Linked DNA regions of Sus scrofa: region 2 is linked to region 1. The links are chromatin contacts, called in public Hi-C maps. All regions are on one chromosome and are shown on one strand. The core of a region is the stretch at or near the end of the contact, and the rest is flanking DNA. Distances in the headings are between cores, read along the strand shown. Region 1 has its middle 42 kb from the start of SMAD2. Region 2 has its middle 120 kb from the start of SMAD2.

Region 1 (6,487 bases), core at 1,225-3,724:
TCCCTGAGATTAGTTGATAAACAGTTTTCTTTTTTTTTCTTTTTGTCTTTTCTAGGGCCGCACCCGCAGCATATGAAGGTTCCCAGGCTCGGGGTCTAATCAGAGCTGTTGCCGCCGGCCTACACCACAGCCACAGCAACTCAGGATCCGAGCCATCTGCAACCTACACCACAACTCAAGGCAACACTGGATCCTTAATCCATTGAGCAAGGCCAGGGATGAAACCCGCAACCTCATGGTTCCTAGTCAGATTCATTAACCACTGCACCACAACGGGAACTTCTAGTGGGTGTTCTTAACCCACTGAGCCAACAACAGAAACTCCTCCCTCTTCTTTCTGTATTCCTCAAGAGGAAATAGGTCCCCTCCTCTCTGGAACAGTACTTATACTTTTAAAAAATCACCTTTCTCTGGAAAATGAGATCCTTGAAGTAGGAAATTTGAGTCTATAGGTCTAGATGCGGCGCCTGGCATGTAGGAGGCTTATAATAACTATTGAACAGTGAATAAAGGACAGAGCCAGGACCAGAATGCCAGTGTCCTAAGTCCAGATCAGCACTGCTTCCAGTCCAGTTGGTGCCTGAAATGAAATCTCCCCAAATCAGACAGCCAACCAGGAGAGGTCTACACAAAAATAGTCATGCTTTTACGAGCTGTCAGTTTCCAGGTACGTGTTTACATTTTGGGCTATAAACGTAATTTTGCTGTGTCCTTTGAGTCTATCTGCTCACCTCATTTACAGCTTTCTCCCTTCCATTCATCACACTGTAGCAGCCTGGCCGGCAGTTTTAGTGTCTTGGCATTGTAACTCCTCAACTCTTGGCAGGTCAGCAGTGAGTGGGACTTCCTGGGCTATGCAAAAGGCCCAGATTTTAGAGGTTTGGTTTTTTACCTACCAAGAAGCACCAAGTAGAACTCTTACAAGTAAAGGTTATTTAAAAAATTATTTTTTCACAGTTCACTGAGGTATAACTTTGCAACAAGTGTTCTCTACTATTTTTCAAAAACAGTTTTATTGGGAGATAATCATGTACCATGCAATTTGCTGATTGAAACCGTACAATTCAATGGTTTGGGGTATATCCATAGAGTTATGCAGTGATCATCACAATCTAAGGGTAGAACATTTCATTATCCCCCAAAAGAAACCTCATGCCATTTACTCCCCCTCCTCCCTTCCCTTACTCCAGCCCTAGCCCACTAATCTAGTTTTTTGCCTTTATAGATTTGCCTATTGTGTATATCTCATGTAAATTAAATCATACAGTATATGACCCTTTGTGACTGACTTCTTTCCCTGAGCCTAATGTTTCCAAGGTTCATCTGTGTGGTAGCATCCCTCAGAACTCCATTCCTTTTCATGGCCAAATAATATTCCATTGTATGAGTATGCCACACTTTGTCCATTCATTAGTTGATGCACATTTGATTTGTTTCCAAAATTTTGGCTGTAATGAATAATGCTGCTGTGAACTTTCTTATATAAATTTTTCTACTACTTTCTAGATCATAACTTCATTCTCAAATTTCCTCTTGCCTTCTGATCAGCTCTAAGTATGCTGCCCCTCCGTCTACAAGATTCTGCCAGACTTTTTATAAAGGATTATTCATGGATATTGAAAGCTTGGCACATGTACAGCCTTGCTGCTATGGGAGTTGGCTGCCAATATATAAAATATTTCACTGAACTCATGAAACAATCATCTTTCCAATGACATTTTGTGACTTCTGTTCGAAGGTGCCAAGGAGCCAGGCCTTCCATTCATTCAGCAGAGCTATGTGTTCCTAGAGAATGTGCCCTGCATTAGAAACTGTGCACTGAGCTGGGAAGGGAAGGAACAGGACCCAGGCCTTTATTCTGTTAGAGGAGGCCATTCTCCAGGTGTGGTCCGGGTGGGCTTCCCAGAAGAAGAAGCAACTATAGCTGAAATGATGCTCCCAGGAGTTAGCCAGGCAAAGAGCAGAAACAAAGGAAGGCTGATGTGTGGAGGCCTGGATGTGAGAGGTATATATCTGGGTGGGAGGGAGGGAGGAAAAGAGAGAGAGTGCGCACCAGGCGATGGGGAAAGAGATGAAACTGCACAAGAATGACAAGTAAAGAAATGATCACAGGGAGTTCCCGTGGTGGCGCAGTGGTTAACGAATCCGACTAGGAACGATGAGGTTTCAGGTTCGATCCCTGCCCTTTCTCAGTGGGTTAACTTGATCCGGCATTGCCGTGAGCTGTGGTGTAGGTTGCAGACGCGGCTTGGATCCAGCGTTGCTGTGGCTCTGGTGTAGGCTGGCAGCTACAGCTCTGATTCAACCCCTAGTCTGGGAACCTCCCATATGCCGCGGGAGCCACCCAAGAAATGGCAAAAAGACAAAAAAAAAAAAAAAAGAAAAGAAAAAGAAAAAAAGAAATGATCACGGCTTGAAGGGGAAGGGTTCAAAGTTCAGCAGAATGAAACAGTCACTGAGTGTTTGACCCTCTAAAACAAACAAGCAGAAGAACTTGTTGAAAAATGTACACTATGAAAGGGAACTCATGGTTTGTTACTGTTCAGTCCTCTTAGTGGAAGCAAATACATTTCTTTTTAATCAAAATATTCAAATTTGGCACCACTTGCAATCCTAGTAATATTTTAAATTATTTTTTCATTGAATAAATATGGATTTAGACCCTCCTATCTATTAGAAATTATTACTCTCATCTCTGAGGCTATAAACTGTTTCCTGATTCTTGGTTCCTCACTTCCAGGCATTAAATGGTAAATCAAGTAAGACCTGAAGAAAGGAAAAAACCCACAGAGCTATTTTATCTATTATATATATTTAATGAATTACTTATTTAGAAGAATAGGCACGACAAAATAATTCAAAGAGTCTCAGCACTAATCTCTCTCCTTAGCACAATTGTAATTAATATAATTGTTTAAAGAGCCCTAGACCAAGGGGCCTTCAACTAAGAGTCTTTGAAATATTCTTGCTTTGGAAACCTTTGTATACTCTGGTACAATTCAGGGTGGAACCCTGGGAGTATAATAAACACATCTACTAAACATTTCAGGCAAAGCACTATCCTTTGAGCTATGGGGAACATGAAGGACATAAAGATGGTATGAGGGGCTTCTTCTCTCACTGAGATTCTACTTCACCTGAGAACAAAGGAAAGGAAGAGAGCAAACCGTTATTGCTCATCCTATCATTGTGTAAGGCTCCTAAAGCCTACCTTATCTCACTTAATTTCCAAATAACCCCAGAAACAAGGAATTTTTCTTATAAACAACAAAGTCCCCATAGAGGTTAAACACCTTGCCTAAGATCAATAAGCTACTGTGGACGTTTCCAATTGAGGCAAACTCCAGGAAACACATACCAAGTGCAGACACATGGGCAGCCTCTTAGTTCAGCTGAGCACAGATGAGGCTGGGTTCTCTCCTAACTGACCTTCATGGGTCCTGTTTGCATATCTGCTCTTTGTTCCGGGGAAGGCGATAAAAAGAGCTTCCAGAACCTGGGGTTTGGACATGGGCAGCCACCAGGGAATGCGGGTGTATTTCCGCAGGGTCTTTGTTGTACCACTGGGCCTGGGGGTGGGGGGTAGGGTGGGAGAGCATGGGGCAGGCATGCTGCTGCCCAGGCCTGAGTCCCCCTGCACACACCCTGCCTAAGCCTGCTTGGACGCTTGGGATGGGGCTGTAGCCTGGGGTGCAGGGAACTCAGGGAGTGGGGGCAGGGAGCAGAGGGAGGACAAGAGTTGCAACTGGGAGCTGAGTGCTTTTGCCTGGGTAGAGAAGCAATGTAGCTCAGCGGCTCCAGAAAAGGCAGAGGCCAATGTGGCCAGGAAGCTGCATCTCAGAGGGACTAGATATGGACGTGTCCCCAAGAAGGAGTCACCAAAGACTGTGAGACAACCAGGCTTAATGATGCAGGGGGATTTCTGCTACAGTGTTTGGGCAGGGCCTTGCCCAGAATGGAGAAGCACATCCCTAGAATGGAGGGTGTCTGGTTCTAAAATATCTATTAAGCATGTACTCTGTGTCAGGCACTATTCCAGAAAATTGCCAATAGCATTAAATGAAGCAAACATTTCTATCTCCTCAGGGCTTGCATTGTAACATGGGAGGAGGGGATAGAAAAAAAGAAAAATGGATAGTAAATATCAGGGGAGCTAGGTTTGGAGGAGAGAGAGAAAGCAGAGAAGGAAAACTGGATATAAAAAACAGGAGATCCCACTGTGGCACAATGGGATCGGTACCATCTCTACAGTGGCAGGATGTAGATTCAATCCCCAGCCCAGCACAGTGGATTAAAGGATCTGCAGCTGTGCCCTAGGTCACAACTGTGGCTCAGATCTGATCTCTCACCTGGGAACTCCTTATGCCAAGGAGTGGCCAAGAATGAGAACAAAAAGAAAGGAAGCAAGGAAACAATGAAGGAAGAATGAAAGAAAGAAGGAAGGAAGGGAGAGAGAAAGGAAGAGAGAAAGGAAGAAAGAGAGAAAGAGAAAGAAAGAAAGAAAGAAAGAAAGAAAGAAAGAAAGAAAGAAAGAAAGAAAGAAAGAAAGAAAGAAAGAAAGAAAAAGAAAATAGGACATACTGGAGTAGGGCTGGAGGGCTGTTTGCAGTTTTCGGTAGGTTGGTTAAAAAAATCCATTCTGAGAAGATAACATAGGAGCTGAGACTTGCATCAGTAAAAGAGCCAGCTCTGCAGAGCTCTGGGAAGGAGGCTCTCAGGCAGTGGGGAGAGTGAGTGCAAGGGCCCTGAGGCAAGAACACACCAGGCAGGCCAGTGAAGGCACAGCGAGGAGGGGTGGAGAGAACAAGGGAGAGTGTGGGGAAAGGTGGGGGTAGGTAGGCGCCATTTTTAGGGATTGTGCCTCTTAATCCCAGTAAAATGAGAAATCTGGCATATTCAGCTCTGAGGCTGCAGGTGTGGAATAAGGGGTTGCGTTTTTGCCACATGAAAATAAAAAATTGAGGAGTTCCCTTCGTGGCACAGTGGAAACGAATCCGACTAGGAACCATGAGGTTTCAGGTTCGATCCCTGGCCTCACTTAGTGGGTTAAGGATCCAGTGTTGCCGTGAGCTGTGGTGTAGGTCGCAGACACGGCTCGGATCCCACGTGGCTGTGGCTCTGGCGAAGGCCGGCAGCTGTAGCTCCGATTAGACCTCTAGCCTGGGAACCTCCATATGCTGCAGGTGCGGCCCTAAAAAGACAAAAGACAAAAATAAATAAATAAATAAATAAAAATTGAGAGATGAGCAAAGGAATTGAGGAGTTACTACAATGAAGAATGATCCCATTTATCTTTGTTGTGTGACCAGCCACCTCAAAATGCAACAGCATAAAACAACCACAGATTCTGTGTGTCAGGAATTGGGACAGAACACAGTGGGGATGACTATTCTCTAGTCTATGACGTCTGGGGTCTCAGCCGGGAAACCTGAAGTTTAGAGGGCGGGCTGACCCTCTCATGCTGCCCGCTCATGCTGGCATCATCTGGATGCATTGTAACTCTCATGTCTGATGGGTGATGCTGGCTTTTGGCCAGCACACCTACCCATGGTCTATTCATGCAACCCAGATTCCTCACAGCCCAGAGGCCTCAGCAGCCTAAGTAGCAGCTCAAGGTTCTCAAGGTGAGTGTCCTGAGACAAAGTGGAGGCTGCCCGTGTCTTAAGGCCTGGGCTTGGCAACTGGCACAATGTCACTTCCACCACTGGTCAAGATTGCTACTGGTCAAGGTGGCACAGAGCCCAGACTCAAGGAGAGGGGGTGTAGGCCCCATCTCTTGATGAGAAAGGAGCATAGTAGAATCACGTTTAAGGTACAGGACAGGAAGTTCCCGTCATGGCTCAGTGGTAGCAAACTAGACTAGTATCCATGAGGACACAGGTTCGATCCGTGGCCTCACTCAGTGGGTTAAGTATTTGGTTGCTGTGAGCTGCAGTGCAGCTCATGGATTCAGCTTGGATCTGGCATTGCTGTGGCTGTGGTATAGGCCGGCGGCTGCAGCTCTGCAATTCGACCTCTAGCCTGGGAACTTCCCAAAAGGCAAAAAAAAAAAAAAAAAAAAAAAAAAAGAAAGAAAAAGGGAAAAAAAGCATGGGTTAAAGACAGAATGGGGGAGTCCTCCTACACTGTTGGTGGGAATGTAAATTGGTGCAGCCGCTATGGAGAACAGTATGGAGGTTCCTTAAGAAACTAAATATAGAGCTACCATATGATCCTATAATTCCACTCCTGGGCATGTATCCAAAGAAAACCATAATTTGAAAAGATACATGCACTTATGGTTACCAAAGGAGGAAGGTGGGAGAGGATGGATTGGGAAACTGAGACTGACACATGCACACTATTGTATATGGAATGGATGGTCAACTAGGACCTGCTGTATAGCACAAGGAACTCTACTCAGTTTTCAGTGATAACCTATGTGGGAATAGATACGTGTATATATATATAACTGAATCACTTTCTGTATAGCAGAAATTAACACAAT
Region 2 (6,487 bases), core at 2,021-4,520, 77 kb after region 1:
TTGGGGGCAGAAAGGCCATCAGCAGGCTTCTCAGAAGAACTGGTGCAGACAAGCACCTTTAAGGTGCATGACCCCGGCCTGGGCAAGAGGAGGAAAGGGACAAGGAGGCTGCCCACTTCTGTCCTCCCCTTAAAGCCTCCTGGAGTGACGGGATCGGGGGCCAGGCAGGAGGTGGTTGGGTCTAGGAAGAAGGTTGGCCATTCATATCACAAGGTGATCTTGCTTCTCCTACTCTTGCTCTGGTTCTGGAAAGAATTTCTGCCCTGCAGCTGCCATCAGCTCAGCTGGAGCTGAGAGAGTAGAAACTGAAGTCATGGCAATTAGAGAGCTGTGCAAAATCATCAGCCTGCTGACCAATGTTTCAAAGAATGCAAAAGAGAAGGTGATAATATTCCAGAGTTTTCAGCTTCTTGGGAAACTACCAAGTCAAGTACCCAGGGCCAGTCACAGCAGGACCCTCTGCCCCCCCCACCATGTCCTTTAGCCTTCAGATGGTCCTCAGACTCACAGTGGGTAATTTATATGCATAGAGTTTATCAAAGCGCTCAGAGGGTGTGAAGCTCACAGCTAATTTCACCCCATCAGAGGCCTCTGAAAATGGGGTGTTAGGAGTGGTCTCTCTTATCCGAAACAGCCACGGTGATCCCCTTATTTATTTATTTATTTATGTCTTTTTAGGGCCACACCAGCAGCATATGGAAGTTCCCAGGCTAGGGGTCGAATTGGAGCTGTAGTTGCTGGCCTACACCACAGCCACAGCAACGCCAGATCCAAGCCACATCTGCGACCTACACCACAGCTCATGGCAACACCGGATCCTTAACCCACTGAGAAAGGCCAGGTGTCGAACCCACATCTTCATGGACACTAGTTGGGGTCATTACCACTGAGCCATGATGGGAACTCCCATGATCCCCATTTTTAGGTGAGAAAACAGAGATTCAGAGGTTGCCAGCTATGAGGTGCAAGCCTAGCCCTGCCACCCAGGTGTTCTGGGGCCAAGCTGAGGTCTTTTTCACCCACTTAATCTGCTCTGTTAAGCCACGATGCCGAAATACACATCAAGGGTGGAAAAGAGTAATCTACAGTCTGGGAGCCAAATCCAGCTCTGTGCCTGTTTTTGTAAATAAAGTTTTATTGGAACACAGCTGAGTCCATTTACTATGCATTGTCCGTGGCTACTTCACTCCCACTGCAGTGCTGAGTGGTTGTAGCAGAGACTGTTCGCCCCTGCGAAACCTAAAATATCTACTATCTGGCCCTTTTTAGTCAAGGTCTGCACTGGGCTAGAATATATAAATCAAGATGGATTTCTCTGGCAGTTCCCATCGTGGCGCAGCAGAAACAAATCTGACTAGGAACCATGAGGTTGTGGGTTTGATCCCTGACCTCACTCAGTGGGTTAAGGATCTGGCATTGCCCCGTGAGCTGTGGTGTAGGTCAAAGAAGTGGCTTGGATCTGGCATTGCTGTGGCTGTGGTGTAGGCCAGCAGGTGCAGCTCTGATTTGACCCCTAGCCTGGGAACCTCCATATGCCGCAGGTGCAGCCCTAAAAAGCAAAAAAACAAAAAGATGGATTTGATGGCTTTCTCCAAGAAAGTGTGTCATCAGGCAAGTTACTTCTTAACCCAAGACCTGATATCTGAGTCCACAGAATCAATGCCAATGACCACAGGAACTTGTATTTAATCAATTGATAATGACATCAGGCACGGACGTCATCAAAGCTCTCAAGTGACAGTCTCAGCAGCCATTTACTGATGAGACTGGAGTGGGTGGTAACTGTGAGGAAACAACCACCTCACAGGGGAAGAGGTCTGTGCTGGAGGCTAGAAGCTGAGGAATAGAGGAAGGGACAGGTTTAAGGGGAAACTGACCTAGCCTTGGGGTTGAAAGCAGACCTCACTGTTCCAGCTCTGGAAGGAAACTGCAGGGCTGAAAGGGAGGGTGGAAAGTGCACACACAGTGGATGCTCCATCAGCATCCTCTATAGAAATGCTCGATACCAGTCAGTTTTTGCCCTGTGAGCAACAGCCCGGCAGAGGGGGCAGAGCTGGAGAAGACAGGATCCTTCTGGCCAAAGTCCATGTGGAAAGGAATGATTTTTTATCCCTTCCCCTTGATAAGGGGCCCAGTTCAGTGGCCTGTGTGTGTGTGTGTGGCCATCCCCTGGGATCTAGGAGGTTCTCTGAGACTGGCCTTGAGAGGTGGATGGGGACTTGCTGTGACCCCCCCCCAGGATGTGGGTCATGGAACAAAGATGAACTGGCCCAGGATGCTGACTAAGAAGTTGTGTCTCCGAAAGCAGAGGGTCAGAACGGTCTGCATCTGCTTCTCTTCCTTGATCACCGCCCCCTACCCACTTCAAGCCTTGGTGGATACTCCAGCCTGGTCTCAGGCAAGCACAAGGGTTAAGGGAGGGGTCCCACACCCAGTTTGGGGCCACAGCATGGAATCAGGAATGGCAGCACCCATGGCAGTGTGCCCAGCAGAGTCTTCTCCCCTTGCCAACTCCGGCAGCTCTGGGTTTTGTTTTGTAGGAGAAAGTGGCACTCCCTTCTCCAGAGGAGATGCTAGACAAGGGTAGCTTCTGAAAGCAGAAGATGGCAAAGACCAAGGGACAAAGGGCAGTGTGATCGGGTGACGAAGGGTCCTGGCCAGGAGAGGTTCCCCTTGCTCTGGGGATGGTGATACTGCAGAGGGTCTCCTGGTAGACTGTGCACACGGGAGCCTAGGGTGGGGGACCACTGCTATGTGCTTCTCTGCATCTCCGCTGACCTTAGTCCATATCCCGGCCTCGGAGGGTGAGGTATCCGGGGGCCACCACTGTCTCTCGTCCCCTCTTAAACATGGCTCTGCTGGACCTGGCTAAATGAACAGGAGCTTCTGTTCTAAAGCAGTGAGCTCTCCTCTCTCTCCCTCAAACTCCATCCCGAGTCCGATCTCTGCTCAGCGCTCGGATGGAGGCTTCTGTGCGGGAATCTTTCCCAGCGGGTGGGGAGTCACAGCACCTCCTCCCCTGCCTGCTTGCCCGGCTACGCAGAATCTCCCGCAGCAGCCATGTCTGGCGTTATAGTTTTTTCTACTTGGGGCGTAGATCCTTCTGTGGGGCCTTCCAGCCTGCCTTGGAACCGCAGAGCCAGAGCCCCCACGTTCCCCGCGGCTCCGCCCCCGCCTCGCCCCCACTCGTGGCTGCGCTTTGTTCCCTACGTGGCGCAGCTGCGCGCGGCGGCCACACGGGGGCGCGGCGGGGCTGGCGGCAGCCGGCGGGGACCGGCCTCCTTCCTCGTCCCTTCTCTTCTCCTCTCCCCTCCCCTCCCCGTGCTGTGCCCCCGCCCGTGCCCAACCGGGCTCAGCGACGAGCGCGCCAGGCTTCCCGGACCGGGCCGGGCAGCTGGGCGCCTTGGGGGTACTTCCGATTCGGAGCCTCCCCACCCTTTGACAAAACAGCCCCTTCCTAGGGACCCCGCCTGGAACCCAGCCCGCAGTGTCCCGCTGCCCGGTTCCCGCCGGCGCGCTGGAGTCGGGGACAGACTCCAGGCGGCGCCAGCCCACACGCATCACCCGCCCCACCGCAGCGCCCCCCAGCCCTGCCCCCCGGTGTCTCTGTGACCAGCGCGGGTGCTTTTATTCTGGGGGAAATTTCTCCCAAGTCTCACTTTACACTGGGGAAGAAATTCCTCCCTTACTCCTTCCTATCGGTTATCTATAAATACTTCCAGACTTCTAATAGGCGCTCCGTATACGTTGATGAGCTGAGCGAATTCTGTTAGGTGTAATTTTTTAGACCCCACGGTTTCCACTTCCCGCAAAGTGGGAGTTGGCATGCTGAGGGAACTCTCTGCTGCCCCCATGTGGGTGCCTCTTGCCTCCACAAGCGGCAGGTCGCAATCTGCATATTCTTAACTGGATACACCAGCTCCTGGCCCCCAGCATAGCGTACTCCAGAGTTGTCCCTGCTTGTGTCCTGGGAGCTGAGGGAGGTTGGGTTGCAGTTGGGCAGCATGTGGAGGGGAGGTCCGGCCACATGTTTCTATAGTTGCGTGGGTCTCCCATGGTGTCTTCAACAGCTTTACGTGCCAGGCACATCCTGAGAAATTAACAGCTCATCCTTCTAATTTAAAAAGAGGATGTCCTTGTACTTCTTTCTTCCAGCTTTCCCACAGGATCCGGCAATTGATTAACCGTCATAATCAGATTACCCAAAACAACAACTCAGATAATCACTGGGATAAGTAATGTATGAGGCTCTGCCCCTCCCTGCCTCCTGCCTCCCCTCCTCTCTTCCCTCCTTCCTTCCTTTTCCATTTGAAGAATAAAAGAAAAGCAAAAGGAAAAATGTAAAGAAACATAAACACAATCATTTATTTATTCTGCTTTTTGGGGCCGCACCTGAGGCATGTGGAAGTTCCCAGGCTAGGGACTGAATCGAAGCTCCAGCTGCTGGCCTACATCACAGCCACAGCAATGCTGGGTCCCGGACCCAGGGACTGAACCTGTATCCTCAGGGATACTAGTCGAATTTGTTTCCACAGTGCCACAATGGGAACTCCAGAACAGTTATTTAAAATGTTATTGATATGGAGATTCCGTCCTGGCGCAGTGGAAACAAATCCGACTAGGAACCATGAGGTGGCAGGTTGGATCCCAGGCTTCCCTCAGTGGGTTAAGGATCTGGCATTGCGGTGAGCTGTGGTGTTGGTCACAGACGATGCTCTGATCTGGCATTGTTGTGGCTGTGGTGTAGGCCAGCAGCTGTAGGTCCAATTAGACTGCTAGCCTGGGAACTTTCATTTGCCTCTGATGCGGCCCTAAAAAGCAAAAAGCAAAGGAAAAAAAAAGTTGCTGATAGATCAAAGAAGAAAGAAAAGCAACAGTGACTGAGCACCTATTAATGGCACATGGGGCCGGAGTTCCCCATGGGCCTTCTGGCCCCATCAGAAACTTCCAAGTGTATGCTATCACCTTCATTCTATGAACCAAAACACACTCAGTAACACTCCCCTTCTGACCCCCCCAGAGCAGTGGGCGGGGCCTAAGTGCAGACTGGGAGGGAAAGTTCCCCATCTTTTCCAGAAACCAGGAGCGCCCTCTGGAGGAGGAAGTAAGGTAGTGAGCCCCAGTATTCCCCAGGGCGTCGTTCTGGGCACATTTTGCTATGTTCTTTCCTGCGATGCCACCCTCGCTTCCCCCAGCTGCAGCACCCCCCTCTGCCACAAAGGCCCACCTGTGTGAGCCATTTTAGCTATCAGAATAGGAAAATGCACTTTTGCATTTCAGAGTGGAGCTCCTATAGGAGTGATGTTGAAATGGCAACAAAAAAAGCCTGTTTTCATTAAAACACACATTCAGGCTTTGCTGTGCGGAGTAAATTAGGAAAAGCCAATTTGAGGAAGGAAGCTCAACATGGAGCTTACTTCTCAGTAAGATAGCAGAGAAGTGTGGATTCGAGTGTGGGAGAAAGTAGAGGTGGCTGTATCCACCGCCAGGGAGAGAGAGGGCAGAAATGACCATGCTGAGGAGGCTTACTGCTTGGGAAGTTACCTTTATTTATTTATTTTTTTAAATTTATTTTTGTCTTTTTTTTGGGAGGTTCTCAGGTTAGGGGGTCTAATTGTATCTGCAGCCAACGCCAGATCTGAGCCATGTCTGCGACCTACACCACAGCTCACAGTAACACTCTTAACCCACTGAGCGAGGCCAGGGATTAAACTCACAACCTCAGGGTTCCTTAGATTTGTTTCTGCTGCGCCATGACGGGAACTCCTTGAGAAGGTAGTGTTCCATAGTTCCTAGGCTTGGGGAGGGTGAAACAGTGCAAGATGTTTGTCTGTTTGTTTGTTTATTTATGTCTTTTTAGGACCACTCCTGTGGTGTATGAAAGTTCCCAGGCTGGGGAGGGTGAAACCGTGTAGGATGTTTGTTTGTTTATGTCTTTTTAGGGCCACACCTGTAGCATGTGGAAGTTCCCAGGCTAGGGGTCAAACTGGAGCTACAGCTACAGGCCTACGCCACAGCCACAGCATCGCCAGATCTGGCCACATCAGTGACCTACACCACAGCTCTCATCAATGCTGGATCCTTCAGCCACTGAACAAGGCCAGGGATCCAACCTGAGTCCTCATGGATACTAGTCGTGTTCATTACCACTGAGCCACGACAGGAATGCCTGTGTAGAATGCTTAGCAGAGCTGTAGAGAGTTGAGATGTCTGGAGGAAATCGCCAGTAAGAGCTTTGTCTAAACAGACTTCTGCTCCCAGTCCCGGGTCCTTGCCTCATTCTGGGCCTCAGCTTCTAATGGGGACCAGGAGTCAGCAGATGGGGCCTGTAGCCCTCACTCTGCTGGAGCTCACCCTCCAGCCTTATTCTCACTCTGTTGTCACTTTGAACTTGGAGCCTCTCCTTTGCAAAATATTGCAGGGATCTGTGCCAGGTTCTGAGGCCGCCCACGTTATTGGAGCACTTCCTCTGGTTGGAGAGTTCCCA

Evidence for each region. A called contact is a pair of places that touch in the nucleus more often than the background predicts.
Region 2: a Hi-C map of liver shows a contact between it and region 1, with 3 times the contacts expected there. The contact joins two enhancer-like sites. A contact is called at or near these places in 2 of 5 promoter capture datasets (fetal liver and liver), 11 of 47 Hi-C or Micro-C datasets (alveolar macrophages, brain, embryonic fibroblasts and 7 more) and 1 of 2 datasets of contacts at active chromatin or transcription factors (alveolar macrophages).

What each region holds. Positions count from the first base shown.
Region 1 is chr1:97,522,482-97,528,968 of Sscrofa11.1, forward strand. No RefSeq gene overlaps it. Among named protein-coding and RNA genes, the nearest start is that of SMAD2, 42 kb to the left of the region's middle. Within about 2 kb of position 2,475, at least 2 of the 83 cell types and tissues checked have an H3K27ac peak or open chromatin away from gene starts, as enhancers often do. A contact at or near this core is called in fetal liver and liver, where this site is marked.
Region 2 is chr1:97,598,616-97,605,102 of Sscrofa11.1, forward strand. No RefSeq gene overlaps it. Among named protein-coding and RNA genes, the nearest start is that of SMAD2, 120 kb to the left of the region's middle. Within about 2 kb of position 3,271, at least 52 of the 83 cell types and tissues checked have an H3K27ac peak or open chromatin away from gene starts, as enhancers often do. A contact at or near this core is called in fetal liver and liver, where this site is marked.